Linked DNA regions of Macaca mulatta: region 2 is linked to region 1. A link is a contact called in public Hi-C data. All regions are on one chromosome and are shown on one strand. The core of a region is the stretch at or near the end of the contact, and the rest is flanking DNA. Distances in the headings are between cores, read along the strand shown.

What was found. A called contact is a pair of places that touch in the nucleus more often than the background predicts.
Region 2: a contact with region 1 is called in a Hi-C map of fetal cortex germinal zone, with 2.5 times the contacts expected there. The contact joins the enhancer-like site here to the promoter of LYRM4 in region 1. A contact is called at or near these places in 4 of 14 Hi-C or Micro-C datasets (cortical neurons, fetal cortex germinal zone, fetal cortical plate and 1 more).

Annotation. Positions count from the first base shown.
Region 1 is chr4:177,929,961-177,932,987 of T2T-MMU8v2.0, reverse strand. LYRM4 (LYR motif containing 4) reads right to left here and starts at 1,454. Exons shown (of 3, transcript XM_015135509.3): 1 at 1,161-1,454. The coding sequence starts at 1,246. FARS2 (phenylalanyl-tRNA synthetase 2, mitochondrial) reads left to right here and starts at 1,503. Exons shown (of 7, transcript XM_015135505.3): 1 at 1,503-1,870.
Region 2 is chr4:178,039,765-178,042,513 of T2T-MMU8v2.0, reverse strand. The region is part of intron 2 of LYRM4 (LYR motif containing 4); the gene reads right to left. Among named protein-coding and RNA genes, the nearest start is that of PPP1R3G, 70 kb to the left of the region's middle. Within about 2 kb of position 1,338, at least 6 of the 40 cell types and tissues checked have an H3K27ac peak or open chromatin away from gene starts, as enhancers often do. A contact at or near this core is called in fetal cortex germinal zone, where this site is marked.

The sequences.
Region 1 (3,027 bases), core at 205-2,704:
CTGTTTTCAAATTTGCAGGGTGAGTACATTTTCTAGGCAGGTTTCTAAAAATTTGAGAATCATTGCTTAAGAGGCTTAGTGTTCCTGTCCTCTGACCGAGGTTGTACTGGGCAGACCCATCTCAGGGCCTGCCAGCTCACACACCTGGTGGAGCGCGGCCTACCTAACCAGGTGTGTTCCAAGGGTAGGCTCTGCTCTTATGACATCCAATCCACAGTCTGGCCAGTCACCTAAGGGGGCCTTGGGGTAAAGAGATGAGTTGATCCAATCCGATTCTTATGGGAATATGGCTCAAACTCAGAGAGGAGCAGGTAGTTAGTAAAAACAAAACAAAACAAAAAACAAACCTAAAAAAAATGCAGAGAGAATCCATAAGAAAATGATGGGTCACAACCAGCAACACTGTGAAAGCAGAGGTTCTGAATTACAAAAAACATACAAAGAGTAACAATAAAAGACTCATAGGCAAATAGGGAAGTGGGGAGGCGTGGGAAAAAGTGAATGTGTTATATTAACGATGTAAGAGTTTAGGCCCTCAGTATTCTGCTGTCAAGGTCCAGGAAGCGGGATCTCTGTCTGGTGAGCCAGGATAAACTGTTTCAGCTCTAAAGCTTGAGACGCTTTTTCCTTTACCGCTACACGTTTCCACCGTACCCTAAATAGAATGGATTTGATTCTTGCAACCAAAAGAACTCATTACGACACCCAGGAAATTTTAGGGAGGTGCTAGAGTGTGCCTTCAGTTTTGTCGCTGTGTGCAACTCACTGGCCACTTCCACTCTCAACTCTTCCAGCTCAAGGGAAGTTTTACATATGCAACACATTGGCCTTAACTTCACCAATGGCTGATTTCCATCCTTTTTTTCTCTTCTGCAGAAACATAACACTAATTATGCTCCTAGAACAACTACCAAGATAGTCGTTAGGGGGAAAGCGTCACAGGACACGAACGTCTTCCCTGATAGAAACAAGGGCTCCTCCCCGAGGTCTCAGAGGCCACACCTGTAGGTAGGAGCACGCTTTTCGATGGCGGAGCCCGGTCCTTGCCTCGCGGACGCCGGCGCAGGACAGTGGCTCCCAGTTCCCGGGGACATTCCACGGCAACCCACATCCCCGGTCCCCGGCCCCTGGCCCCCGGTCCCCGGTGCCCGCTGGGTCACCTGTAATTGTAGGAGCTGAAACGCTTGCTCTCTCTCAGCATCGCCCGGTACAGATCTAACACTTGTGCGCGACTGGAGGCTGCCATTTTGGAAAGAAAAAAAATTAACGGGTCCTCTTCGCCGAGGTCCCAAGTACGACCCAACCTCGGAACTCCAGCCTGTGCAGAAACCACGCACGAAATAAAATGCAGCGGCTCGACCTTGCCAGCGGGCCGGTCCTAAGCCTAAGCCGGCAGCCCTGCGGACCGCAGACCGCGCCGGGCGTCCCGCGCCGCTTCGGGGGCGGGCGAAGGCAGGGCTCGGGGCAGCTAAAGGGGCGGTGCAAGGAGGGAGATGCCTCCGCCCCGCCCCGCTCCCGCTTCCGCCCCCGCCGGGAGGCTCGGGATCCAGCAGCATCTCCACGCGGCCGGAGGGCGAGAAAATAAGAGGCCCGGCCGCCCGTGCATCCAGCCAAGCTCCTGGGGGACGGATATTGGGGGTCCGGGCATTCGAGGGACGTGCAGTCGCATCACGGAGAGCCTTTGCGAACCGTCTGGGGTTTTGGCGGAGACATTTGTGTTTCGGGGCGCAGCGCCCCTTTGTGCCTTTAGAAGGCCGCGTTGCCCGGGTTACCGAAGGCCGCCGCGTCGACGCCCCGCCCCTGACAGCCCCGCCCACGCTGGCGGCGGCCGCCCTCGCCGCTGCCTGAGAGACCTTGCGGGATTTCAAGGGTGACTTAACTTCGCCCGATCATGGTCGGCAGGGTGGGATTTATTGGCATTCCTTGGGCCGGGGGATGCGACGTCTGGGTGTGGAGGTGATGAGACAGGGGTTCCGTGGCACTCCGGCTCTGCTCAGGGCGACCTGCGTAGGGGCCTCCGGGGCAAGGCCCGCTTTCCGTCAAAATGGCAGCGCCCAGCGTGCACGGGTATCTCTGAAGTTGGGGTTTAAGATTCTTGCCCGTGAGAGCCAACGAGCCTGCCGTGCTTCTGATTTTGAAATACCTGGGTCTGGGTTTCCCGGGCGAGCGGTGGGTGAGTGCCGACCTCGTTGCAGCCTGGGGTAGGACGTGGGCGGTTCGTGTGGTTAGGGGGTTACATTGGCCATGGATTTTTTCCTCTTTCCGGATGTGTTTTTGCTTTTGAGTGAAGAGTCCCCGTGGTTTTGTAGTCTAATAAATGCGTAAAATGCAGCTTGGGCTCTAGACTTTGGAGAATAATTTGAGCCCGTTAGGGCTTTAGGCGTTCTCCAAGAAGCGGAGCAAGTTTTCAACCATGGCTTTCTTCAGAAGACTTCAACTTTTTTGAATCATTTTATTAAAGTGGTGGATAAAGTTGCTTTTTCTGATCTTTGAGCATGGGACTGGACGCTGGAAGCTTCAGCCAGTTCTAGTTACTGTGTTTGCAAAGCACTTTTCTTGTTTTTGGAATCTTGCTTTATGTAATCAACCTTAGGAAGAACCCCACCTTTCCGCACTCGAGCACAGCGAGGAGTACCTTATGCATAAAAACAAAACAACTTTGCATTAAAATCCATCTTTCTCCCAACCGCTTGGTCACGGTTGTGTTCTCATCTGCTTTAGTGTATTTGGTTTTAAAACGATAAACTTGCTGTATATCTAAGCAACTTTATATTTTCAGGAACTTTTTTTTCCCTTTTATTTATTTATTTATTTTTTTGAGATGGAGTCACTCTCCGTCGCCCAGGCTGGAGTGCAGTGGCAGGATCTCGGACTCACTGCAACCTCCGCGTCCCGGGTTCAAGCTATTCTCCTGCCTCAGCCTCCCGAATAGCTGGGATTACAGGCGCGCGCTACCTTGCTGAGCTAATTTTTGTATTTTTAGTAGATACGGGGTTTCACCATATTGGTCAGGCTGGTCTCGAACTC
Region 2 (2,749 bases), core at 89-2,588, 110 kb before region 1:
ATCTTGAAGGACTTCCAGTCTGGGTGGGTGACCTGTGGAGGCTCCTTGCTGAGCCGCCTCATGTTCTAGGTGTCATTAGAATAATGCCCTGTCTCAGATTTGTTTTATGCAACCGAAATCCAGATCTCTTATCTGTTTTGTGCTAAAACAAGAAACAGAAACACCCAGCTCTTCTTCAGGAAGGGGTGGTGGCGGGGAAGATGGATAGGAGAGTACGGGTGGGAATCTGTACTGCAAGGCAGTCCTGACATCCCAGGGGCAGCTCTGCAGCTGCTCATGAACCTGCAAGGATTTCAAATCACAATAGACATGATGGGAATGTCACAAGTCTCCCCTGAAGCTCTCGCTTTAGCCCAATTCCATCTTTTTAAGAGAAAAATAAACACAAACCTCTCTGGCCTTTTGAGTTTTTCCCGGTAAATAAGAGTAAAGCAATGCTAAGCCCACTTTCCAGAATTTCCCCCTTCAAGCCAGATAAACAGTACTGAGCTACAAGGTCAGTGAGTTAGTGACCCTAGCAAAAGACAGAGGAAGGCATTCTGTTCTCTTAAGAATATTTGCTCCTTTATAAAGAGTTACTGAGTGAAAGCACTCGATGTGAAAAAGTATTTTCCCTAGATCATCAGGAATAGCCTAGTGTGGCAAAAGTTACCATTTAATGCCTACATTTTATGACACATAATTTCACTTAAAAACATGTAAATAAATAAGGACTTAGGTATCTGCGACGGACTATGATGCAGTACTCTGATAATTGGTAGTTTATTGCCAGGTTCGGATTGTAGTTTATTTGTCAAGGAAGATCCACAGCAATTACTTCTCATACAATCAGATAGTCACAACCAGTAAACATGATGAAATGTTCTTTGCATGAGCCCTGCGAACAGGAAGTACCTAAACAGTATCTAAAACTAAAAAAAAAAGAAGACTGAAATCTTATATTTTCAACAGTATGCCTTAACTACAGAAGGAATCATGTAGGTTACTTTAAAATAGAAACAACAGAGAATTCCCAGAGGTGGCATTTGGGAGTGAGATTTGGTTTTCATTTTACCTGGCTTAATAATGAAAACACGAAGGATGGCTCCCAGTTTCTCCGAGATCAACATATTAGTCCATTTAAAGAAATGCCACAAGAGGCTGTTCGTACTTTTCTTTAGAAGACAGATTTAGTTTGTTCTTGTTTAAAATTGAATATATCTCTCAATTTTAACAGTGCCTGAGCCAGAGTAGGGTAACACGAATTAGATTTTCATAAAGCCTGTAGGCGCAGACTGCAGTGAGAACACCCCGGCCGGCCAGCAGCTGCTCTGCACTGTTGGCAGGCTCTGCTGCCATCCAGGAGGTCTGATGAAAAGAGGATGCAGGATTTGACAGGAGGGCCGGCCCGAAACGCCAAGGCAGCACCACAAACCACACACTCTTTGCTATGAGGACAGGATCAGAGAGAAGGAAAAAAAGAACAAAAGAAAAAAAGGAAGAAAAACAGCCCCCCCAACCCAAATTTATAATGTGTATGTCTGTGTGTGTGTGTACATTTATGCATGCATGTGAATGCACACATGTATGTTCACAGTATGCATGCATATACATGTGTCTTCATGTATGTACATATGTATCTATACTGATAGAAGAGTAACTAAGCAGTGTTTCAAAGTATTTCAAGAAGCATAAATAAACAGGAACAGAAAAACCTTGGGCAAGTATTCTTGGCAATAAAAATTTACACTGAATGCATTGTCACAAGCCAGCATTAATGATAATATTCTTTTCTAAAGCCCTTGCCACACAGAGAGTGAGATAAATTGGCTATGGCAGGTTTATTTCTCTGGTCTGCAGCTTTTTTTCTTTTTTTTTTTTTTTAAGATAGGGTGTTGCTTTGTCACACAGGCTGGAGTGCAGTGGTTCAGTAATAGCTTTCTGCAGCCTCAAACTCTTGGGCTCAAGCGATCCTCCCACTTCAGCCTCCTAAGTAGCTGGGACTACAGGCATGCACCACTACGCCCGACTAATTTTTTACTTTTTTGTGGAGGGTCCCACTATGTTGCCCAGGCTGGTCTCAAACTCCTGGCCTCAAGTAATCCTTCCACCTTGGCCTCCCAAAGTGTTGGGATTAGAGGTGTGAGCCACCATGCCTGGTCAAGTCTGCAGGTCTTGAGGTCATGTCTGTCAAGCAGAAATCTAGAGTGGCAGCCACTGTCTTTGCCAGGCTGGAAGAGGGTCAAATCTGGAAGAAACAAAGATTTCTAGGGGCAACATGCCTAGCAGTTTGAGAGGGAGTATTTTAAAGGTTCATCATTTTACTGAAATGTGGGTGAGATGGCAACCTTGGCCCCCTCATCGTGCAGGCAGGCTCTGAAGCTGGACCTCGGCTGGGCCGCATGGGGGAGATGGGATCAGGGAAATTCTAATGCCACTCCATGCTAACGTCATGGGTTTCAGGGAAAGGCATGACCACATCTGTGTCGGGAGAAAGCTGGGATGGAGGGGGCCAGACTGGCAGCAGTGATAGTACTCTTCCAGAGAACTGTAGAGTAGGCAGGTAGGATGGTACCCATGGGGTCCTAGCAGGCGGGTGGGCCCCAGACAGGTACGTGGGTGTCATCCCCACTCAGGATAAGATGAAGGTGAGTAGAGGACAGGGCCAGACTAGGCAATGCTGGGACAAGGGGACAAGCCTAGAAGGGTCCATGGAGGGGACTGAGTCATAGTGAGAGGGAAGCCAGGAGAGAGGGTGTTTCAGAAACCA